Regions from separate parts of the Mus musculus genome. Here all the other regions are linked to region 3. A link is a contact called in public Hi-C and HiChIP or PLAC-seq data. All regions are on one chromosome and are shown on one strand. Each heading gives the region's core, a stretch centred on a gene start, on an enhancer-like site or on the middle of the called end of the contact. The rest is flanking DNA. Distances are from core to core; before and after follow the strand shown. Region 1 overlaps Pdgfc (platelet-derived growth factor, C polypeptide). Region 2 overlaps Pdgfc (platelet-derived growth factor, C polypeptide). Region 3 has its middle 19 kb from the start of A830029E22Rik. Region 4 overlaps Pdgfc (platelet-derived growth factor, C polypeptide). Region 5 overlaps Pdgfc (platelet-derived growth factor, C polypeptide). Region 6 has its middle 19 kb from the start of Pdgfc.

Evidence for each region. HiChIP or PLAC-seq counts read pairs in DNA pulled down with a chosen protein or histone mark. A called contact is a pair of places that touch in the nucleus more often than the background predicts.
Region 1: a contact with region 3 is called in a Hi-C map of uterus, with 2.5 times the contacts expected there. The contact joins two enhancer-like sites. A contact is called at or near these places in 1 of 15 datasets of contacts at CTCF or cohesin (large pre-B cells), 4 of 484 Hi-C or Micro-C datasets (bone marrow-derived macrophages, cortical neurons and uterus) and 4 of 115 datasets of contacts at active chromatin or transcription factors (embryonic stem cells and large pre-B cells).
Region 2: a Hi-C map of bone marrow-derived macrophages shows a contact between it and region 3, with 14 read pairs. The contact joins two enhancer-like sites. A contact is called at or near these places in 1 of 15 datasets of contacts at CTCF or cohesin (the NIH/3T3 cell line), 1 of 484 Hi-C or Micro-C datasets (bone marrow-derived macrophages) and 1 of 115 datasets of contacts at active chromatin or transcription factors (embryonic fibroblasts).
Region 4: a contact with region 3 is called in a Hi-C map of embryonic fibroblasts, with 6 times the contacts expected there. The contact joins two enhancer-like sites. A contact is called at or near these places in 3 of 484 Hi-C or Micro-C datasets (cortical neurons, embryonic fibroblasts and uterus) and 2 of 115 datasets of contacts at active chromatin or transcription factors (bone marrow-derived macrophages and embryonic fibroblasts).
Region 5: a contact with region 3 is called in a Hi-C map of uterus, with 7 times the contacts expected there. The contact joins two enhancer-like sites. A contact is called at or near these places in 6 of 484 Hi-C or Micro-C datasets (bone marrow-derived macrophages, cortical neurons, embryonic fibroblasts and 1 more) and 1 of 115 datasets of contacts at active chromatin or transcription factors (astrocytes).
Region 6: a CTCF HiChIP or PLAC-seq map of the NIH/3T3 cell line shows a contact between it and region 3, with 8 read pairs. The contact joins two enhancer-like sites. A contact is called at or near these places in 1 of 15 datasets of contacts at CTCF or cohesin (the NIH/3T3 cell line), 3 of 484 Hi-C or Micro-C datasets (the HPC-5 cell line, bone marrow-derived macrophages and liver), 4 of 115 datasets of contacts at active chromatin or transcription factors (bone marrow-derived macrophages, embryonic limb bud, embryonic stem cells and 1 more) and 1 of 9 other capture datasets (embryonic stem cells).

Annotation. Positions count from the first base shown.
Region 1 is chr3:81,100,406-81,104,429 of GRCm38.p6, forward strand. All of the region lies in intron 1 of Pdgfc (platelet-derived growth factor, C polypeptide), which reads left to right. Among named protein-coding and RNA genes, the nearest start is that of Pdgfc, 66 kb to the left of the region's middle. Within about 2 kb of position 2,461, at least 141 of the 459 cell types and tissues checked have an H3K27ac peak or open chromatin away from gene starts, as enhancers often do. A contact at or near this core is called in bone marrow-derived macrophages, cortical neurons and uterus, where this site is marked.
Region 2 is chr3:81,125,580-81,129,198 of GRCm38.p6, forward strand. The region is part of intron 1 of Pdgfc (platelet-derived growth factor, C polypeptide); the gene reads left to right. Among named protein-coding and RNA genes, the nearest start is that of Pdgfc, 91 kb to the left of the region's middle. Within about 2 kb of position 1,267, at least 11 of the 459 cell types and tissues checked have an H3K27ac peak or open chromatin away from gene starts, as enhancers often do. A contact at or near this core is called in bone marrow-derived macrophages, where this site is marked.
Region 3 is chr3:81,781,151-81,785,261 of GRCm38.p6, forward strand. No RefSeq gene overlaps it. Among named protein-coding and RNA genes, the nearest start is that of A830029E22Rik, 19 kb to the right of the region's middle. Within about 2 kb of position 2,036, at least 126 of the 459 cell types and tissues checked have an H3K27ac peak or open chromatin away from gene starts, as enhancers often do. A contact at or near this core is called in the NIH/3T3 cell line, bone marrow-derived macrophages, cortical neurons and 2 more, where this site is marked.
Region 4 is chr3:81,162,039-81,165,709 of GRCm38.p6, forward strand. The region is part of intron 2 of Pdgfc (platelet-derived growth factor, C polypeptide); the gene reads left to right. Among named protein-coding and RNA genes, the nearest start is that of Pdgfc, 130 kb to the left of the region's middle. Within about 2 kb of position 2,268, at least 25 of the 459 cell types and tissues checked have an H3K27ac peak or open chromatin away from gene starts, as enhancers often do. A contact at or near this core is called in embryonic fibroblasts, where this site is marked.
Region 5 is chr3:81,213,475-81,217,548 of GRCm38.p6, forward strand. It overlaps Pdgfc (platelet-derived growth factor, C polypeptide), which reads left to right. Exons shown (of 6, transcript NM_019971.3): 6 at 1-566. Among named protein-coding and RNA genes, the nearest start is that of Pdgfc, 180 kb to the left of the region's middle. Within about 2 kb of position 2,122, at least 19 of the 459 cell types and tissues checked have an H3K27ac peak or open chromatin away from gene starts, as enhancers often do. A contact at or near this core is called in embryonic fibroblasts and uterus, where this site is marked.
Region 6 is chr3:81,015,907-81,019,870 of GRCm38.p6, forward strand. No RefSeq gene overlaps it. Among named protein-coding and RNA genes, the nearest start is that of Pdgfc, 19 kb to the right of the region's middle. Within about 2 kb of position 1,780, at least 92 of the 459 cell types and tissues checked have an H3K27ac peak or open chromatin away from gene starts, as enhancers often do. A contact at or near this core is called in the NIH/3T3 cell line, where this site is marked.

The DNA of each region.
Region 1 (4,024 bases), core at 1,211-3,710, 680 kb before region 3:
ATGAGAGGTATTACCAGAAAACTGGTGCTTTTATGAAGAGCAAAGCAAACATGATGGCATACACTATCACGTGCTGCAGAATAGCCATGTAAAATGAGATCGAAAGTTCTTTTGGATGCTGTAGTGAGCACCTCAGTGAGAAACATCCAAAGATAATTTAAGAGGGCAGTGGGAATACAAGTAGTTAGGTTAGGATGTGCATAACCAGAGCGAGTGCCTTGGTGGAGCCCCCTGTATATTCCCGAAGCTTGGCTGAGAGATTAGAGTCCTAAGGCAGTGCTGGATTTATGACCTTTCTTTTGTTGGTTTTAATCATGAAATGTTTAACTCAAGCATGCATGCATGCCAGCAAGATGGAGTTCCTGGAGAAACACAGCTTTTTTTTAGAACTTATGACTAACATTCCCAGTATCATAAAGAATGTGAGGATGGATTCTTTTCAGTATAAATAGGAGAATGATAGCTTGGGAAGAGGGACAAGTGCCTATTCCTATGGGATGCAAAGGACAGCAGGATGGAACTGACACTGCACACATTCTGTGAACAAGGAGCTTAGACCTGTGAGGTATCTACACCAGGCTGGGTTAGCCTAGCCTTAGTTATGAACCTTTGTAGTTCACAGTAACATACTTTACCTGTTTTCTTTATTTTTGACTTAGTTTTACCAGATTGTATTATAAGAAATTAATGAATAGTAGAAATGTGTCACTTGCCATTTGGTAAGTCTGTGAAGCCATTGGTTAAAAGGCCTGGAAATTCAGTATCTGTATTAGGCTTGGCTTTCTCCTTCATCCTTTGGACTTGGTAGAAGGGACAGACAGCTCTCCACCTGTTTTAGAAGGTCTGGAATTCCTGAGGACTTAGTCATATATCATGTTTCAAAGACCGTACCTCAGACTTTATTGCACAAGATAGTCTTCAGACATATTTTAATGGGAGGGCATTGCCCAAACTTTGTCAGTCAGATTCACATGCAAAATGCAATATGTTATTATTTCATGCTGAGTCTTGATGTCCAGCCCACAGTGACCTTGAGCTGTGTTGATCATACCAGCCTTCAATAGTCAGCAGTTCTCCTGCTTCAACCTTTCTAATTCTAGGATTTGAGTTTGAGCCATCCAAGGCCAATGTGTTTGTTATTTTGATATTTTTTGAGCAATGGTTCCCACTTCCTCACTCTGTAGAACAGATTGGTAGCTTGCCATGAAGCCTAGGCTGGCTTTGTCCTCTGGTGCGTTCTATCTCAGACTACTCCGGGTTGGGGTTACAGGTGTGAACCACAACACACGCATGCCCTTCTTTTCTACTTAAGATTGCACAGGCAATCATAAGGCAGCATCCCTCCTGCCTTAGTCATGGGAAGAGCTTTAGGGGCCATGATTATGATGTTCTTGAAGCAATCAGAAAAAAGCCACAAACCAAGTTAATTACGCAGGGTCACAGTTACAAAGAGAGGTCAAAGAAATGGTGCTAGGGAGTCAGAGGCAGGTGGAGTTTAAGGCCAGCCTGATCTACAGAGCAAGTTCCAGGACAGCCAGGACTACACAGAAAAACTGTCTTGAGAAACAAACAAACAAACAAACAAAAGAATAAACAATCCCTTGTTATTGGCAGTGAATATTAATGGGCCTTCTTTACCATGAATAATGTGAGATTCTCACAAAGAAATCATTTCTGCCCAAAAACCACACCACCTTCTCAGCAAATGGTCAACACAACACACATCTTTTCAGACCAATTTTAAGCCTTGATTTTTTTTGAAGGAAAGTTCCATCTCTCCTATTGCTCAGTAAACATCAGTTTTGTAGAATGTCATGTGTGTGTCCAGGGCTGAGTGTATTGGGGCTGCCTGTGGTTTTCCTGGACTTCTAGTGCCTATGAGTCTGGGGTGAGGTGGGGGGGGGAGGGCACTTCCTGATTTCTCTTCCTTTCAGTTGCTAAATACAGTCACTTGCTGTTCAGAAATCACCATGGCTACTGCAGCAGTTTCGGTATTTTTATCTTTGTTTTATTTGCAGAGCCAGGGTGGAGCTCTGGTCCTTTTGTGTGTACACAACAGGCCTTGAGTCACACCCTTGTCCACTTCAGCTGTTAATTTATGCTTAATGTTTTATGCATGAATTTTCTTAATTTTTATTTGTTTACATGAAATATCTAGTAACATTCTAAATAAAACTTGCTTTGTTCAAATTTGAATAAAAGTTGCTGACTTTATGTTGAAAATGGTTCCTGGAAGGGGATGAAGGAATTCACAGCCGAGGGTACTCTCCTTTACAGTCCAGTCTAGACAGCTGTGTACCCAGGCACAAGACAGCCTTGATCTACAGAGTAGCTTCTGTAAACTGACAATCCTGTTAATTCGTAGCTTAGGAGAGTAACTGAGCATGTGAATCAGTGTGTGCAAGCATCTCCTGTGCCTCTAGCTGTGCATGATGCATTTACAGAGACTGACTGAGAGCAGATGATCCTCCAACAAGCCCCAGACCAATGATGTCTACAGCTAACTCTGCAAGATTTAGACGGCTAAGTAGTTCTTTTAACAATCCTTTAGTGATTCTCTATATGTTTCTAAACAATGTATCTGGTAAACAGGCATTAGACTTGATGAGATGAGTTTGTTGCTTTCATTAATATTTAGGGAATCAGGATCCCTTAATCCCGGTATTTCTTTGAAGTTTGTAGTTAAAATATTACAATCGTCTAATCTCCCTTGTTTTCTGCCAAGGTTTTGGCTAAGCGAGCTTGTTTTGATTCACTCTAATGAAAAGGGATTAATTATTAATGCAGCAGAGCTAACCTTTAATAGGTTTGTGGTGTTTACTGTCTCAGTGAATCAGCACTCAGCTTTTTTTTTTTTTAAATTGGCCTCATTCGCTTTTTCTGTTTCACTCTTCTTTCCTGCTTACTCTGCCTTGCTCAGAGTTCAGTCTCATGCTTGTTCAAAGACACTTATGTGCCATATACATAGAGAGATACAAACATTGTGTATATTTGTGGTGTCTGTACATTTTCCTGTGTGTGCAAATGCACTAGGATATCCAAAGTTGAGGTTGTCATTCCTAGTCCCGGTGTACCTTCCTTATGAATGGATATATGCATGTATATATGCATGTATGTATGTATGTATGTATGTATGTATGTATGTGTGCTAGTCTATATGTATATATTATATATTTATTGGATAGATGTTCTCTCATGTAACCTGGAGTCTATTCATTTGAATAGACTGGCTGACCAGTGAACTCCAGGACCAAGCAGCTCACACCCCAGATTACAGTCTCAAATTGCACAGTTCATGGATTCTATGCTGTGTTGAGTGTTTTCTCTCAGGTGCTCTTTTCCTGCATGATCAGCAGTTTGACTTATCTCTCTCCTTAGAACAAGAATGCATTTGTTAATCACTTTGAGGATCATGTAGGTATTTTTTTAATAAACAGAATTTACTATTGTAAACAACTGTGAGGGTCACTAAAGTTACTTTTTTATTGATTGTTACATATAAATGTATTTCATTTTAAAGGGCAAGGCAGCTCAGTGGGTAAGCGTGTTTACTGTGAAGTCTGAGGACATGAGTTAAGTCCCTGGAATCCACATGGTTGAAGGAGAGAGCAACTCCTACAAGTTGTCCTCTACATACAAAATTGTCAAAAAAAAAAAAAAACCCAAAAAACTAACAAGGACAATACCAAGGGACATACCAAAGTGGATGTGTAAAGACCCCAAGGCTGCAATCTTACAGAAAATAAATAAATAAATGAATAAATAAATAAATAAATAAAGGCAATGGAAGAAAGCTGACTTTAGCAGAGGTGGTCATTTCCAGAGGAGAACACACCTATTGGTTGGTTGTTCAATACCTAATTGTCAGTCCTGAACATGTACACAAGTAATGTTTTACAGACTGAACAAGTATATTGAGGGTTATTTATGCATATGCATATATGCATAATATCAAATAATGTGAAAAAGGAAGCCATGAATTTGAATGAGAGTGGGGAGTTATATGATATTGTTTGAATCACTA
Region 2 (3,619 bases), core at 17-2,516, 660 kb before region 3:
GACAAAGGACACAGGAACTAGGGTAAATGAAGGGAGAGAAGCCATTTTTCCTAATAGGTGAATGTAATAATATAGGTAAATAAACCACAAATAATTTTTATGAAATTAACATAATTACTGTGAGTCACAGTTATTTCTATGAGTGAAGTTTTGGGTTTACCCAGGAGAACAGGGAAGAATAAAGGGCCAGTGTTAGCTAAATTATTAATAACATCCGTTGAAACTAAAAGTGTGTGTCTTCAAAGAAATATGACAAGGTACAGAAGTAGGAGTGTGAGCTGTATGGTGAGTGGTTTAAAGAATTTTGGCTCTTCAGCATTGTACACAATTCATAATAAACAGAAATAGTTAAAATATTAAGAGGTGAGATAGGAAAGAATGCCTTTTAATATTATGAAAGCTGTATTTTCTTAAATTAGAAATAAAGAATCATTATTTGGGTGTTTTAAGTTAAACTTTTGGTATAAGTTAATAAAACATTAACAAAGCTTGAAGAACAAGTTAGTTTAGAACTAGCCACATACTAAAGCTATTTCTTCTGTCATTCAATTTAAAGGTGTTTTTGTCTGTCTGTCTGTCATTCTATGTGTATGCATGTATGCAATCTGCATATATGTGTATATATATATATATATATATATATATATATATATATATATATTTCTGTATGTATGCTTGTATGTAAGTACATATGTATGTATTTTGTGTGTACATGAACTCCAATGCCAATGGCATACAGGTAGAAATCAGAAAAAAAATTATGAGAACTCATTTTTTCCTTTCTCTACGTAGGATCCTGGTATCAAATTAATTTTCTTAGCTTTGGGGGTAAGGTCCCTTAACCGCTAAGCCATCTCGCTGACTTATTTACTCATTCAGTTTAATAAGAACAGACAGGAATAGGCATACATGTTAAAATACCTTTACTTCTTCAATTGATTGTTTTGGAAACTATGATATTAGCTCATTATTTACACAAGCTCTTAAACTGACAAACATGTCCAATTGTTGTAAAATATACAATGTTTTTAAAGGCAACAAAACTCTTCAGTAGGAAGCTGGATCACTCTCCTTACATTAAGGAAAAGGAAGCTTACTGTATGAGCAAGAATAATAATTGCTGTTGAAGACAGTTGCAGAAACAACTAAAATGTGGGCTTAGTGACATTTCACTTAAACATTATCTCAACGATGGTCAGTGGAAACAATGCCATAAATGAACGATGAGACATTTAAGGGTGCCTGCTTCGTGAAATGGGGAACCAAACAATGGGGATTAGGAAGTGCAGAAGGAGCAGAGCTCATAAATTGTGCATGTGTCTGCAGTGGGTGTGTTGGATCTCAAGGGGAAAATGCCCTTGTGAATGTGGCTTTGTGACTTAGAGAAGAAGCAGAGCTTCTAATGCAGATAGAAAGGACCTGTGCTGAGGGGCAGTGTTTATTTAAGTCTAAGCAGTGCTTGAGGTCGCTGGGGATTTGGGCTGATGGAAGGGTGACTGAGGAAAGCAGGAGGAAGAGTTACTCCCACATTTAGGAGGAGGCAAATCAAAAGAATGCTTAAAATAGAATAAGAAATGCAAAGTAGGTCCATTCAACAGAGGAAAGTAAAGAGTCAATGATTAGCCAATCACTGGGGTTACTCAATTTGCATTTGGTAGGCTATTTATAGAAATGGTCATACAAAGAGTTGGTGAGGACATGTTCTTCACTTACCTCTCTATTTGTTCTAAAAAGAATGTCATGCTTTTGATTGGAGAAGAATTAGCCGTCTCCTGCTGTAATGTCCCTTATTTTGTAATTATGCATAAACTTTTAAAATAAATGATATATCTTTATAGCTTCTTCTGAACGTTTAGTTTTGGAAGAGAACTGGCCCTGACGCTCAGGGCCTCGTATCCCCATGTCTGTACTCTACCAATGAACTGCCTCTTCAGCCTGGATAGTATTTAAAATTTTTCAATCTACTTACGTTTTAAGAGTGTTTTGCCAGCATCTATATTTCTGTCCCATATACACACCCAATGATAATGGTGGGCAGGAGAGGGTATTGCATCATGTGGAACTGGAGGTATAGACAGTTGTGATCTGTAAAGTAGCCATTGGGTCTTCTCCAAGAGCAGCAAGAGTTATGAACAGCTGAACATCTCTCCAGCCCCATGGATATTTTAAATTGGTGGTAGTAAAGAATTCTTAGGTGTTTTTTCTAATTGAAAACATTTTTTCATACAATCTATTCAGCTTGTACTCCTCCCAGATCCTTCCTACTCCCTTATCCATCCAAATCCATACCCTTTCTTTGTCTGTTTCTCATTAGAATACAAATAGTCGTCTAAAAATAATGCGATAAAATAACGCAAAATTTAAAAAGAGAATAAGACAAAACAAACAAACTAAAAAAATGAGCTAAGGAAAAAGAAACACATATAAATAGAGTAACATACATATTCACACACACACACATGGAAATTCATTAAACACACAAATCTGGTAAACATTATATACACCCAAAACACCTATGTGTAAAACTGCCATTGAATAAGTTTTGCGATGGCCATCTACTGCTAGATATGAGGCGTGGCCTGAACACTGGTTGGTACACCAAGTGAAACTAATGGAGAAAACTAATTCTTCATTTGCATGTTCTTATCAATTGTAGATACACTGGCTTAGATTGTTTAAAAATATTGAAGATACAGTTCTTTCCAGACAGCATGTTAAATACCTTTTCATACACTTGATTATGAGTATGTGAAGTGGTATCAGTTCTCCACAAACACTTGACCCTCTTTCTTTTTAAGGACTTGAGACAGAGTACAAATCCTAGAACACTTACCCATCATGTGCAGGAACACTGTCCCATTTTCAGAACTACAAAACCCAAATGACTATAATGCTACTTATCTTTCCCCATCCTTAAATGAAGAATTTATTTATTATTTTTTATGGTGAAAATGTTAACTTTAGAGAAATTATTCTTTGCTTCTTTTTGGCCAACAAAAGGTTAAAGGTTGGCTTCTGATCATTCAACTCTATATTAGCAATCTCTGAAATTGGACACTTTTTAGTTCCAGAATAATCTTGACTTTCAGAGGTAGAATTAACGTCAAGTGTAGTGATCCAAGTATTGAAAGGACTCCAGAATTTATCAAATCAGTAACAACTTGTAATAATGTCTCCAGATCACAATTTTAATAGACAATCACACAGAAAATGTTGTGGGTCGCTTTATTGTAGCTATTTTAACGTACTTGATACTGTAACTATCAGGGGTATTACCAAATTTGTGAAAAAAAAGGAAAAAAAATTACTCAATGAAATAAACTGAACAGAATGCAAATGGCAAGATCTATGTTCGTTAGCAGCTTAAAATTTACACCTATAGTTTTATTTGTTTATGGTTAAAAATCAGTGGTTCTCCTTTTCTAATTTAAGGTAATGCATCTATTGAACACACTGTGGAAGGGGGTCATCCTTTTTAATTGTTTTGAGTACAGTGGAAGTGTCATTGTTACTTGTGGACATGATCTGTGACATGATCTGAAGTAATATAATTTGGTGGAAAGGGAGTTGATAGCCATTATACTAGAGTGACTTGTGTTGAAGGTTGATGCTGTCTTTT
Region 3 (4,111 bases), core at 786-3,285:
CAGAGGTCTTAGGATCCCATGGGGAATCCTGTGTGGGCCCTTGCGGGTGTTGGGCAAGTCCGCTGGCAAGGTACCTCGGGGCTCGAGTCTTATTTTTTCTTTCTACTGAAAATATTTTTGTTATTTTCATGTAATATATCCTAATTATGGTTTTCCTTCTCCAAACAGTCCCAGATCCTCCCTATATCCCTACCTACCCACATCCACATCCTTTCTTGCTCCCTCTCAATAGAAAATAAATTAGCATTAAAATAACAACAATAACCTGAACAAAAACAAACACAAGAAAAATTCACAAGAAGAACAAAGAAAACTCAAAAGAAACATATATTGATGTAGAGACAAACACACTGGCAAACACAGAAATCTCATAAAAACACAAAATCAGATACCAAGTTATATAAACAAAATGCCTACAAGGAAAGGGAAAAAGAAAGAAAGAAAAATGAAAAATAAAATGCTCAGACACATGGAGAAACAAAACCAAATCCAAACAACAACAACAATAACAAAAACCCTCCAAAACTACAATGGGATTTGGCCTGGCCTTAAAAGTGGTTTGTATGCCCAATTAGACACCTTTGGAGACAACTAATTTTCATTATGAGTGGTTATCAATTAGTTATAGCTTCTGGGTTGGAAATGTCAGCTGGACTGCTGGGCATGGTGTCACACGTCTTTAATCCCAGCACTCAGGAGGCAGAGGCAGGCAGATTTCTGAGTTCCAGGCCAGCCTGGTCTACAAAGTGAGTTCCAGGACAGCCAGGGCTACGCAGAGAAACCCTGTCTCGAAAAAGAAACAAAGAAAGAAAGAAAGAAAGAAAGAAAGAAAGAAAGAAAGAAAGAAAGAAGGAGGGAGGGAGGGAGGGAGGGAGGGAGGGAGGGAGGAAGGAAGGAAGGAAGGAAGGAAGGAAGGAAGGAAGGAAGGAAGGAAGGAAGAAGGAAATGTCCGCTGGAAACACAGACGTTATTAAAAAGCGAATTATACAAACTCATAGGTACACATATTTGAATCAGAAGCATCACTCATGGGAAACGTTAAGTTTTGCGTGATTGTGTTTTTTGGCTACCATCTGTTCTTCGAGTTATTTCTGTGTGTGGGATTCACACATCAAAAGTTCTATACAAGGATGCAGTCTTAACACTGTATTCAACGTTGTGCCTGTTCGTTTCCAACAACAGTAAGCTTCACCAGAGAAGCTATATTAGCAAAACTGGCAAACACTAGAAACGGGGCAACCTCCCCTGGAAGGCCAGCCAATGGTCTCTGCTCTGAGCTCATTACTAACTCTTCTCTGGATATACAGTTTTTCAGAACTCTGGATGTACTTTCTCAGTCCCTTTACTAAGTAATTTCTAGATAATTAAACTGATCAAATGATTGTCAGCAACAGGTTTATGAGTACAAGGAAATGCCAAACAAGTAAAGAACTGTGAACAGAAGGCCCTCTCCTGGCGCAGTCCGCATAGTTTTATTCTAATGGGTCATAGTGACTGTAGTGACATGTCTTCTCCCTAGTCCCCAAACTATCACATCACATGGTAAGCTACATGAGGCCCCTGGTTTAGTTCCTTGCGATTCAGAGATGTATAGCAAATAAAGGCTCTTTAAATTATGAATTCTTGTCTCATCCTTGATCTCATTGGGAAACAGATAGAGCAGAGTAGATTTCACTGGAGAAACTCGATATTACGGAGACAATAAGCTATGAGGAATAACTCTAAAGATGTAGTGATAGCATTTAAAGGACGTTGGGCTGCCCACAGGAAGGGCAAACTTGGTCAGGAAAATCCCCTGTTCCATTAGGCCTGAGGCTTGTTTGGGAGGGAGTGGTTACAGCTCCCGGGATGGCAGAAGGGGCTACTGGGGTTTCTGGGTCGAAGCTGGTCCACACTCAGCAGACAGGAAGGAAATGAGCCAGCCTGCTGGGTGCGGGCATTCAGCCCATTAAGCAAAGCCACAGAGGAAGTCCTGGTGCTGCTAACGACTCTAAGCCTGGAGCATTCAGTATCAGTACGCTTCAAGTACAACTTTCTGAAGGTGATCATAGGGCTTGATGTGAGCCTATGAGGTCACCGCGTCCACTGGGTACGTGGCTGGATAAAAAAGCCACCACATGTTCTCACCACACACCCACATCATGTACGGAATAATGCAGCAGAAGCCAGAAGGGTAACGCCAAAGCAAAACTGCTCAGAGGAAAAGCATAAAAGAGAGGAAGAAAGAAAGAAAAAAAAAAAAAATCCCTTTTTTTTCTTCAGCGTGTCTCTTGCGCCCTCTATTGGCAAAGTAGATATCTTGCGGCGTTTACAGAGTTGTTTTGTGTTTGGAAGTGAAATTGGCAGTGTTCTCTCTCGATCCTCACTAGGGGGTCTTGGCTGACACATTTGTAAAGTTAGTCCCTCCATTTTGAAATGGTATTTTTCCTTGTCATCTTGCCCTATCAAATTTGTAAGTCGGAAATTCAGCGTTCCCTTGATGACTCTCCAGCGACTTTCTCCATAGCAAACATCTGCCTCAAATAAACTCTCCTTTTTTCTGTCAACCTCAAACTTATGTCATTATCTGTCCTATGAACGACTATATTTATTCCTTGTGAAAAAAGAGATAAGTGCCTGTAGTTCATGAGACATTTCACTTGGCATTTCAGGTAGATAGATATAATCTGTTTATGTTATTATAATTTAAACTGCACTGTAGAGGTAGAATAACAGCTCTGTCAATTAGAAACATTAGGAATTCCATACAAAAATATTGAAATAATATGATAGTCATGATAAAAATAATGATCACAACAAAAACATTCTTAATAGGAAATTGCTTATAACCTGTCAGTAAGATTAAAACTAGGTAGAGGCTCTCAGGGGTTATCACTTCCAAACAGGGGGGAAAACAATCTCTGAAGTCAAAAGTAAAAATCATTTAAGGCTGTGAAAATTATCTTAAGAATAATAAACATGTGTTTGGAGGGAAGAGGGTCTGTAAAGCCATCCAACCCATGGACCATATTAAGACTCAGAAAACATATTAAAGATGTAGGTATTTTCCGCAAGATCTTTGATATTATTTCCAGTGGTTCCTCGTCTGGCTCCCTTTTGTGAATCTTTTCTGCTAAGCCTCTAATCCAAATCTTGTTCTCCAGGTCTCCTTTTCTATCACAGTCTTGTAACCATTCATCTTTATGTGTTGTTAGAGCCCAGTCCTATCCCCTTCCGAGCTTCCGTCCGAAAGAAGATGCTCAGCCATTCTCTACTCCATTACCTTGTGCTTCACTCTGTGTACCTTTGGGGTGGAGCTCTTTCCGACTCTGAGTCAGCTTGCTTGCTCTGCGGTGTGCTTTGAGGCTACTTGGTGTTTTAGTTAGCTTTTCAAGTACCACAGCACAAACCTTGAGATGGACCTATCAAAAAGCGAAGAGATCTTTATTTTAGCACATTGCTCTGGAGGTTCAAATATAATATCGGGTGGCTCAACTGCCCTTAGCCTCGGATGAGTGTCATGCATCACTATGGACTCGAATACTTTCTGGTCAAGACAGGAAGCAAGGAAAGATGAGAATCCCACAGTACTCTTAGACATATGCAGTCAGTGACTTCAGGAGATCATGCTAGGCCCTGTTATTTTATTTTTAGCATTTCTCAACAGGCCAACCTGGAACCCAAACTCATAACACATGGACTTAGCTGGGAGAAATTTGCGACTAACCCACAAACCTCAAGAACCTGGTAAAGAACTGGAAAATTATAGCATTAGACAATGAGAAATCTGAGCTCCCTGCCACTAGCAAACAGTGGAGACCCTTGCCAACATCCATGAGAAGCAACTATCCCAAACAAATCGTTAAGGTTAATAAAGGCCTAGACATGGTAACTGAAAGGTCATGAGAGTCTGGACGAAAGGGAAAAACCAAGTACAACCTTCCTAGTTTCTAGATACTAAATAGACCAAGAGCTATTCACATGAATGCATAACCAGTCAGGCTTTCCATTGATCTGAAGTTATCTACCAATTAAATTTCACAGGGTTGACCTTAAAAATTATCTAAATACCAAGATATATTTTTACGTTTTTAGTATTTCGTTTATAACAGTTATCTGGAAAGAAATTCCA
Region 4 (3,671 bases), core at 1,018-3,517, 620 kb before region 3:
TGGGTTTTCTCAGATGTTTTATAATGGCGAGATGACTGATAGTATAGAAGTGTGAACAGATATACAATCTCAAAAGGTTTGCTTATTGCACATGTAGGGAGCGTAGGCAAGCTTGAGTGGCAGGCAAGAAACATAAATATGCTTCTCTCTTCTGAGAAATACTTATTGGCCTAATCAGGAAGCTGGCTGCAAAGAAACTTCACATTTGACTTTTACCTTGATGAATTTCCCCCAATAGGATATGACTTTTAGAAGAAGTGACTCAACATATTCTTGGCACCCTCCCCCAACCAATTATTGAGTTGCTCAATAACAGGCTCCTGGAAAATATCAGTGTCGAGACCAGAAAGAAATGCAAGGCATTATTAATGAAGAGATGATCCTATCGATCCAGACTTAAAAGAAAATATGTGTGATCAACACCCCGGTCTATATTTTAAGAAGGTTTAAATCAGTTAAGGCCTGTTGTTTAGGGAGGTGAGCCCTGATTCATGTTGGGAATGTGTCTTAGTTAAGGTTTTATTGCTATGAAGAGACATTATGACCACAGAAACTATTATAAAGGAAAACATTTAGTTGGGTCTAACTTAGATTTTTCAGAAGGTTAGTTATGGTGGGGAGCATGGCAGCAAGCAGGCAGCACGAAAAGCAAGCTCTTTCTTTGGAGAAAGAGCTAAGAGTTCAATATTTTCATCTGAAGGCATCAGAAAGAGACTGTGTCATTCTGGGAGTGGCATGGGTATGTAAGAGACCTCAAAGCCTATCTCCACAAATATAAAGTTCCTCAAACAAGGCCACACCTCCTAATAGTACCATTCCCTCTGGGCTAAGCATCCAAACACATGAGTCTATGAAGACCTCACCTCTTCAAACCAGCACAGGGGGTGTGCAAGAGAAGTTGGTTTTAGAGGTCATATAAAGGTCTACTGATGTCATCTGTAGTAAGCTGATAAGGACTTCAGATTGTGAGATTCTTATGTATGGCGGGGACATAGACAAAATATTTTAAATAAAAAAACATTTGAAGTAACACTTTCTAGCATCTGTATGAAGAAGGTTAGAGATTAGTCACATACTTCATAAGTCCTTCATCTCTTATTTTAATATTCGTCAAGGTATATCAAACATTTAACTTCAGTCTCTGTAGTTGCTTCCCCAAAAGCAAATTACTTAGTCCGAGAAAATGATTAGCCACTAATACAAGATTTCAGACACTTGTGAATATGTCATTAACACTTCCTTCTCAGTTCTGTGTCCAGTAAAGACTACCTAGGTAGGATGTGTAAGCATAAGTATGGTCTCAATTAGTTGTCTGTCCAGTACAGTTTGATAATGTACTGTCTTGGAGACACATAAAGATAGAGAAAGCTAGATCCTAAGATTCAAGTATACCAAGTTTCACATCTAGTGTTAAGTCAGAGTGGGAGACATGTACACAAAGCTCAGTGGTCACCATGGTGATTGTAAGTGAATGAGAAATGGAAGGCTACTAGGATGAAAATTAATTCCAGAATATTGCATCCAATTCATTTCTCCAAACAAAGTCTAGTACCCTCATTTTAAAAGCCACGTGGAGTTACAAATGAAAAAAAAATCTGTTAGCTTGTATTTAATGTGAATTGGAGTGAATAAAATAATAAAATATTTAAGAGAAAAATATGAGCTATTTCTATTTGAAGAGAGTATGTAAATTTGTGTTTTTTGCCAACTACATCTCCTGATATTTGTTTATGATTCTGTTTCCTTATCTTTACATACACTCACCCATTCTCTTATTTAGCTAGCAGTCAAGTACCCTGCTATGCATCAACCAAATATCATGCTATGTATCAGGGATCCAAAGATTATTCAGAGCTTCTTTGACCTCCAGAAACCATTGAATAGCAAAGGAATGTTCATGAAAAAATAAAATTCAAAATTGTGATGGGTGTGGCATAGACCATGCTGCAAAGACGTCACTGCCTCTGCCTCTGGGCTCCCAGATGGTGCTTGCCCCAGGAGCTTCTATTCAGCTAAAGTCTGAAGAAGTGGAAGTGTGTCAACTGAAGTGGAAAGGTAATCCTACATTAGGGGACTTCATATATAGCTTTCAAATATTGGTGTGTAATCCTTGAAAGCTACTACTGGGTATTTTTCTACGTATATCCAGTGAAATGTACTGTTGTGCGGCTTGGAAACCCTGAGTAATAAATCCGGTGACTTAAAGTGCTTGACCTATGACAGGGCCATCATTGCTGGAATTACTGTACCAAAAGATGTGGTCATATTTACCATCTGGCGAAATGTGCTGTCTCGCCCAGGTTGAGGTTCCTAGTGACTAAAGGCTTAAGTAGCCCACAATGACTCAGTTGCCCAAAATCCCTGAAGTAGAAGGAAAGCTGTCTGCAAAATTTCATAGTTTCTCTGACTGAAGTCTGAAGGATAAGAGGGAGCTGTTGTATAGGTCTTACTTCTGGGTAACATGAAGACCTTCTGTTCTCTGACTATCCCTGTGGAGCCTTTCAATGCTCACACCGTGATGATAAACAGCCAATCAAACAGGAGTCATGAAGATATTGTCCCCAAAGTATATATTATCTCGTTAAGACTTCAGTTTCAACTTCTGTATTGTAAGCTCTAGGTTAAATGAAAATATAAACAGTTTAACAATTGAAATTACAGTACATAAGTTGTTAAAAATAGCCATTTATTGTCCCTTAGCTTTAACTGAGCATATGATAATTAGCACAGCTTTTTCAGATACATATCTGAAACATCAGAGTTCAGTTTCTATTTGCTTCTATAAAAATCAGTGAAGTGTTACTGATTGGAAGGCTATCCCACAGCAAAGGGCTTTGGAATTCATACTTATAACTAACATATTAACTAACTAATGATTAGATAGATAGATAGATAGATAGATAGATAGATAGATAGATAAAATTGGAGAGAGAGACAGACACACACACACACACACACACACACACACACACACAGAGAGAGAGAGAGAGAGAGAGAGAGAGAGAGAGAGAGAGATGGGGGAAAGATAGGGAAAGAGAAAGGAAGATATATTCAGAAGTAAAATATATCATTAGTTCTGGATATTTCCAAAGGGAAATTTAGGGCCATAGAAAAAGTGGGGAGATAAAAAATTTTTAAATATATGAATAGAAGTTATAAGATAATCACAAATTTATTTTAAAACTACCTTGTCTCTTCTCTGGGGGGGGGGGATTCTGAGAGAAATCAGCTGGAGCAAAAAAGGGGAATGCAGCAATGTATGGGAAACTGTTAAACCTGCTAGGGTTCCTTGCAGTGTGTGGACCTGTAAAAGGCTGTGGTGGAGTCTGCTATAAAAGCACCTTGAAAGGGTAACACAGAGAAGAAATAGCCAAAAGGAAAGCATATTTCAAATTGTCCAAGAAGAAAATAAAATAAAAGTATTGCAGATAATCCCTGCCTCGGGATCTTGCCTAGGGGGTGAATTATCCAAGTGGGCACTGAGCCTGGTGTTTCTCATTTCTCTTTTCACACCATCAAATATGAAGTAATCTCCTTAGCTGGACTTACAGCCCTGATCACGTCACCTGATGACCAGACCAGCTCCTTTGAGATAAAGCTGTCTGTTTTGTTTCCTTTCTTTGGAAATGAAAACATTAAAAGACTAACCCCTCCTTATTCAATCATTGGGT
Region 5 (4,074 bases), core at 872-3,371, 570 kb before region 3:
AAAACATATGTATTTCTTCCTTGTATGGTGCTAGAGCTTAGCGTCATCTGCATTTGAAAAGATGGAATGGGGAAGTTTTTAGAATTGGTAGGTCGCAGGGACAGTTTGATAACAACTGTACTATCATCAATTCCCAATTCTGTTCTTAGAGCTACGAACAGAACAGAGCTTGAGTAAATATGGAGCCATTGCTAACCTACCCCTTTCTATGGGAAATAGGAGTATAGCTCAGAGAAGCACGTCCCCAGAAACCTCGACCATTTCTAGGCACAGTGTTCTGGGCTATGCTGCGCTGTATGGACATATCCTATTTATTTCAATACTAGGGTTTTATTACCTTTAAACTCTGCTCCATACACTTGTATTAATACATGGATATTTTTATGTACAGAAGTATATCATTTAAGGAGTTCACTTATTATACTCTTTGGCAATTGCAAAGAAAATCAACATAATACATTGCTTGTAAATGCTTAATCTGTGCCCAAGTTTTGTGGTGACTATTTGAATTAAAATGTATTGAATCATCAAATAAAATAATCTGGCTATTTTGGGGACAAGTGTAAGTGTTCGTCTAAGTGTATGTGGTGTGTGTGGGGGGGGGTGAGGCGGTTGTGGGTATCCATGAGTGTGAACATGTCTGCCTCTTTGGTTCCAAGGAAAGGAAGATAATAAAGTACTCAGTTACCATCTTTTGCATTGTAGAAAAACATCTGCCAGTTCACCCTCCCCTGTCTTCTTCTTTCTAATTTCTTGTTGCAATGAAGTTCTTCCCCCCCCCAGTGGTATTAATAGTAAATTCTGATTAAGTAAACTGTATAGGATCTAAAAGTAAAAGATGCATTGTAAAATGTGTGGTGATATAGTATATGATTAGATTAAGTGAGGGGCAGATTCCATAAGTTCCTATTCCTGTCTCCATTTTCTATGGCAACATCTGCAGTATGTAGTAGCTAGTCTATGGATTACCAGGGTATTTCAAAATATAGTCCTTCCATTCTAGGCACAGATCTCTTGGGGTCTGGTTTCTTCAGCACTTGGCTGTAGGCTTGGCGAAACATCACATGTCCAGAGACAGTCTCTCCAGACTGAGCTTGCAAAGAGTACCCATTGACTGTGACCCTGCTGCTGGCAGCCCTGCCCTACCTCCCACCATGTGAGAAACAAGTACACAAATAAACATGTTCTCTGTCTCATTTCTTTAACCTTTTGCCCTTTTGTCCCAGCGCTATAGAGACCCAGAAATAACTTCACCAAGCATCATGGGAAGTGCAGAATATCGGCAGTTTCCAGGTCTTACTGGCAAAGTAAGAACTGTGAGAGATTACACGGAATTACCTACCAGATGTGTTTACCTTGGTATTTCTAACCATTTCCCTTGTCAGTTTTAAAATATTTATTGTTCTCTTTGGTGGTCAAACGTGATCATAAAAGTATCACTCTGTTCCCTACTGCCAGTGAGTGAGGGTAAGTATGAAGCCTGATTGTCTATGATCAATTACACTCATGATGCTTCCTGTGTTTACCAAAGCCAACAGAAGCTAATGCGTTTACAGCACACGTGACCTCATTTTCTCTTAAGTCTTGGAGGTGTTGACTATATTGACCACCAATTATTTTGTATGTTATATCAGTGGTTCCGACTTCTGTCTCTGTGGCAAAGGCCCATTTTGCATAGTGATGCTTATTAAACTGAAGAATAGCACTTAGTTATATGAAGCAGTATTCATGATTATATTTTTTATTTCTGATTCTCATTGTTCCTTTCTCCTTCTCATCAAATACTCCTTATAGACAATTTGGACGTGTGCGAAAGACAAAACAGGTAGTCTTGCCCTCAGAAAATTAAACTGTATCGATAGATTCTTTTCCCCCCAGTGGTTCGCTTTCTTCTCACATCCGATGTTGAAGCTGAGTGAATTTTCTGAAGCTAAGTCCTTTATAATGAACCATCTCACTTCAGAGAGGCCCGGGCTTTGTTTTCATTTCCTGCTTCCTATGTTATTAGCAGACATCACTGAGTGCCTTTTCCTCCCTCACATTTGTGACTACCACACCCCCCAGTTTCTGTAACTGTCTCCTTTCTGGCCCTGCCTCAGAGCTCTCTCCATTCCAGTAAAACAGTCTCTGTTTCCCCAGCCTAATGAGCCTTTGGCCTCACTGCTGTTTGATCTGTCCTCCACACCACTAAGAGCATGGCCCTTCAGCAAAGCTAATGGTGATGGGTAGAGTTTCCCCAGTAGAACTCTACAGAATTCTGTTTTAATCCTCGTATGGCACACCAAATCCCTCCTAAGCTCACTGTTTACCACTTTCCGTTCATTTTACACCATCAAATCTGGCACAGCTGTAGAGAATATTTGTGGGTTTTGAAAAATACCAGCATTCCTTCACATGTATGCTAATGTGTGCTACATTCTCTTAGAAGAACAGCTCCTACACAGACCCTTCTTACTAGCTTCCTGCCAAGTGTCCATTCAAATGCCATTAGTCCCTCAAGCTTGGCTTCATTCTCTCCACTTACACAGGCGTACAGAAATAGTTCAACTATAAATATTGTGGTACTGAGTTACAATGACCTCGTTTTGGTTTCTCATTAGACTCCTACATTAATGGGACTCTAAGCAGGAATCATATTGTTTATTCTTTCACCAATGCCTAATGAGGCATTGAATCAAAGTGGGAGTCAGTTAACAATTTGCATCAGTAAATAGGTGAGATGAGGATGCAGGAGGATAAATGATGTTGAGTGGAACATCTCTGGGACAAGCCCTGGGGCTGTTGAATTCTCTGACCTTCAGCTGAGAGATGAAGGACACAGGAGAAAGATGCTGCTGCTTCTCAGCTCCCCACAGGCCAGACTACTATTTTGTCAGTGAAGCAAGGTTATAAAATTTCCTTTTCTCTCTGTCTGGGAGATTGCTAACTGTGTAAAGTTGTTTGCTGTCCAACCTGACTACCTACCTGAGTTCAAGTTCCAGGATCCAGAAGGGGAAAGAAGTGAACCAACTCCTCCAAGTTGTTCTCTGAGTAGCATATGGGCAGCATCCCTCCCTCCCTCCCTCCCTCCCTCCCTCCCTCCCTCCCTCCCTCCCTCCCTCCCTCCCTTCTCAAATACACTGGTATTCCCCTAGAAGCTCATGCTAAGCTCCGTTCCTGCATCTACCTTGGTCACACTCTGTGCAGTTACTAAATCATTAACTCATCTTTTTAAGGATTGCCTCAGCAGGCATTTGAATCTACACAGGATCCAATTTATTATATAACTCCTCAGTCATTACAGGAAAGAATGTCCAGTATAAATCTTTAAGAAACTGAAAGATGAAGCATATCTCTTTCATCAGAATTTTCTTTTAAGGTCAATAAGTTTATCATTTTAAAAGTTATAGATCTAAGTCTAAGTCCAACTGGCTTGTTTAGAGGAACTATTAAGATACTCTAAATAATCAGAAAAGAGTATGAAGAAACCAAACTGATAGATAAACCTTGAGCATAGGAGTATAAAATGGGCAGATTCAGCTTTAGGGTTTTAGAGCTTACTGCAAAGTCACAGAAATGCTGTGACACAGTTAACAATGTCAGACCCATGGATCAATGTGATAGGCCTGAGAATCCAAAACTAAACCTTAGAACTTGTATTCAGTTGATTTTTGACAGGAGTGACAATCCAGTTTGGTAGTGAGGGTAGGCTATCTAATAAAGGATTCTGGTTCAAGCGAATGTTCACATTCAGAGCAATGTGGATCCTGTACGCACTAAACTCAAAAACCCAAAGGATGAGGCAGTCTTTTATAGCAAAGATGAGACAAACTCAAAGTATAAAAGAAACTATGGCCTGCAATTGGTTCTCAGGTGCAATTGCAAAAGAGAGGAAAAACAGAGAAAGGTTAAACAAGACCATGAAAATTAAAAAACTTTGTGTTTTGATTGATATAAAATGAAATGATTAGTACAGTGAAATAAAGTATGTGTAATTTATATGCTAGACTAGGGTCTTCTATCAGAATGCATAAAGAACTCATACAGCTTAATGATAATGACAACTCATTTGAAAATGAGAAAAGGTCTTGAATA
Region 6 (3,964 bases), core at 530-3,029, 770 kb before region 3:
CAAGTAGGCACTAAGTATTCAAATATTTGATCCTATGGGGGAAACACCTCATTAAATCCACTACAAGAATCCTCATCCATAAATAAAATAAAAGATCTCTAAGGCTACTCTAACACCCTCACCCCTAGAAAAGGGTTAACTTTCCAACTCTTTTTAAAAATTTTTTAATTATTATTTTTTATTAGGTATTTTCTTCATTTACATTTCCAATGCTATCCCAAAAGTCCCCCAAACCTCCCCCCTCCCCTCCCCCCCCCCCACTTCTTGGCCCTGGCGTTCCCCTGTACTGAGTCATATAAAGTTTGCGTGTCCAATGGGCCTCTCTCTCCACTGATGGCCGACTAGGTCATCTTCTGATACATATGCAGCTAGAGACACGAGCTCCGGGGGGTACTGGTTAGTTCATATTGTTGTTCCACCTATAGGGTTGCAGATCCCTTTAGCTCCTTGGGGGCCCTGTGATCCATTCAATAGCTGACTGTGAGCATCCACTTCTGTGTTTGCTAGGCCCCAGAATAGCCTCACAAGAGACAGCTATATCAGGGTCCTTTCAACAAAATCTTGCTACGGTGTGCAATGGTGTCAGCGTTTGGAGGCTGATTATGGGATGGATCCCAGGGTATGGCAGTCTCTAGATGGTCCATCCTTTCGTCTCAGCTCCAAACTTTGTCTCTGTAACTCCTTCCAAGGGTGTTTTGTTCCCAATTCTAAGAAGGGACACAGCCAGCCCCCCTTTATCTGTTCCCTTTCCAAATGTGCCACACTAACTCACTCTCTTTTCTGTGCTCCTCACTGTTACTGTCTGTGATGGATGTGGCTAAGTCTAGTACAGTGGCATTTGTGGATAAGGTGTTTTAGCATAAACCCTTTTTAGTGGGACTATTTACATATCACACAAGTGATGGCACGATGTTAGCAAGGATCTTCCACTGCTTTGGGGCCTTCATAACTATGCTTTCCTGGAGTTACGGAAACTCCTGTTTTGTAGGATATTATGATGAGGCTTTTCCCGTTGTCTGTGAGTTTAGACCAGTTTTCCAAGATAAGTCTAAGGCATGATAGAGACACTAGAAGTGATGACTTAAGGTAAAAAATAAAGTGCTTGTCAACTTTCCAGAAACACAGAAGTCGATGCGCACCCAGATGGGCACTTATGCTGTTCATGCTCCGCTTCCATACCTATTGCATAGAGAGAGACTGACCTGTGATCACCCCCGGTGGACCCAGAGCTGGTAAGCGAGGTGGGGGCAGCTAGGAGCGGAAGAGGCCTCAAGTGCATGTGAACACAATGAGAACGAACTCTAGAGAGACAGCTTTGGTGACATAGTTCATTTAATGGGTTGGAACAAAAGTTACTTAAACCTTTGGGGGGGTGGCTATGAATCTTTAAGATGAGTCATTGGCCAGAGCCAGGTGCTCAGGTTGCCCCATTTGCACAGGAAGGAATTCCAGGTGCCTGTAGACATGACCTTATTAAGGGAGAGGAAGTTTACCTGGCTTCTGGGGGACAAAAACATAGGGACGCAAGGCTACTTGGACCAGGACGCAAACGGGCTGGGGCTGGGAAGCAGTGCTATTTCTGCCGATTTCAGGATGAGATTTCAAGGATTTGGACACCTCTTGACTCCACTCTTGCTCCAGGCCAGTCCTCTCCAATCCCATGGCTCTCTGGCCCTGCATAATTTTCTCAGGCCTTTCCAAGCAGTGGCTGACACTGCTGATTGTGTGATCTCTGGGGCATGAGGGGAATGGTTGCTGGGACTCTGGGTATTGACTCCTTTCTAGAAGAGTCAAAGTCTAGTCTACTGCCGAGGCTGCTTGACAATCAGATCAAAGATTGCAGCTTCTAGGGGGAGGGGCTGGCCCTTGAAGAAATGAGACTGTTTCCCAAAGCTGAAGGCAAGAGCCTTGGAAGCTGGCCAGCTATGAGTCATCAGGTAGGAGTCATCAGGAAAGAACTCAGCCCAGGAGCACAGGAATACAGCTAGGGCAAGACCTGAGGGGCCTTTGTAAAGAAACAGCAGCACTTTATTGCCAGGGCTAAGAAACAGGATGGAGCTGAAGCTGGGGGGAAGGGAGAGCAGAGTGAGGAGTGTCCAAGTCCAGCCCTGTAGAAACTGTTTGGTCACTTGCCATGACAGAAAACCCACATTCATTATTGCAAGAGCACCAATCCCATAAGGACTCATTCTTTTCCTGCCATTCTTGCATGTAGCATCAATCAACGTGATCAGAGGAGGAGCCGTGGTGGTGGTGATGGGGGTGGAGGAGGAGGAGGAGGAGGAAAGTGGACATGGAGAAGGAAGAGAAAGAGATGGTGGTGGCAGAGGAGGAGGAGAAGAAGTAGTAGAAAGAGTAAGTGGAACAGGGGATGTAGTCAGGCTGTCTTTCTCCATTTCTAAACTGTCCAGAGCATGCATGACTTGGGACCCAGAGATGCTTTGTGAAACTGGAATTATGCCACTAGAGAGGAACAACAGTTCAATAACCCTACATGAAACTGTGCTGATATCCAAGAAGGACTGGATGATTGTGGCCTATGCTCAGTGCGTTAGGCAGACACCAATGAGAGAACCCCAAAAGACAGGTTTGTGGAGTATGTTGGCTGCACCATAATTGTTTTTAGCTTACACCAAAACAAATCAACTAATTTTATCAACTATTTTCAGTTGTCAAAGCAAACCTTCTGTCTAAAAACAAGCTTACTCTTCCAAGTTGTATCCAAAGCTGATGATAAAAATGACCCCATAAATCCACAGACCCTAACCATTCAGGCTCACTCACCATCCCAATTACAGACAAAGAGGCAGGGAGATACTATGTAATCAGTGCAGCATACTGAGGAGAATAGATAAAAAAGATTGTGTGTGATCTCAAGTGCATCTTTGGGACACTAGGCTTAAATAAAGGTAAAACAGGAGTAAAGGGGAGGAGGTGGTCATAACTAATCAGTTTTGGCCATGGTATGGTCCAATTGGGCTCTGTTTTGCTTATTCGGGATAATTCCAGAAGTCCTTCCTGCCTGAGTGGGTAAACTGGAACTCAGTAGATAACACTTGCCCCAGGATGCATCCTCTTGATCTTGGATGCTCACCTTCATCGACATTCTGATCTGTCTCCGTTTTCCCAGAATACAAGTTTTAGGACACTGACTGAATGCAAGGGTCCTTGTTTTGCTCTTAGCTACCTTATGATCAATGCTTTATAGGAAAAAAGTTTTCAGTGACTTTTAGGTGGGGCATTGAAAGTAATTTTGGTCTCTGTCTTTGTCCTTTGAAATTGAAAATATAATCAATCCTGTTTGTGGGTTATATGCGAACATGAATTATATTACTCTTCCCATGTCTTAGACAAAATATCTGAGAAAAGGCAGCTCGTAGAAGGAAGGATTGATTTGGACATACATTTTGAGGTCCAGAGGATCATTGTGGGGAGGAGAGAGGAACAAGAATCTAAGATCAGCTGTTGCGCACAATGAGGAAACAAACCCGTTTATGCTGAGGTTCCACTCACTGTCTCTTTACTCAGTCCTAATCTCTCGCATAGGGCATGGCATTTGTCAGATTCAAGGTGAGTCTTCCCTGCTCAGTGCAATCTAGCTGGACACATCTTCATAAAGGCATAGGCACATCCAGAGATGTGTGAGAGAGGCATAATGACTGTAGAGGTGACAATGAAGGTTGACAACCACTACCAATTTAACTTATTTACTGATATATGGCTGGAGGATTTGTGTCTCCTTTCCTCTCTTCAACTACCTATTTCATCACCAACTCTTTCTGGCTGGCTACTGGCCTGAATGGAGAAATAGTAATATCATAAAAAATGAAATTAAAAAAAACATAGATCAGGGTCCTAGATCAGCTCCTGGTTGAATGATTTATTAATTTCTTAGTCCTAACTTTTCCTGGTTCCTCTGCCCTAAATGTACAATATGGGTGGGGGAGACAGAGTGTCAAGGGCC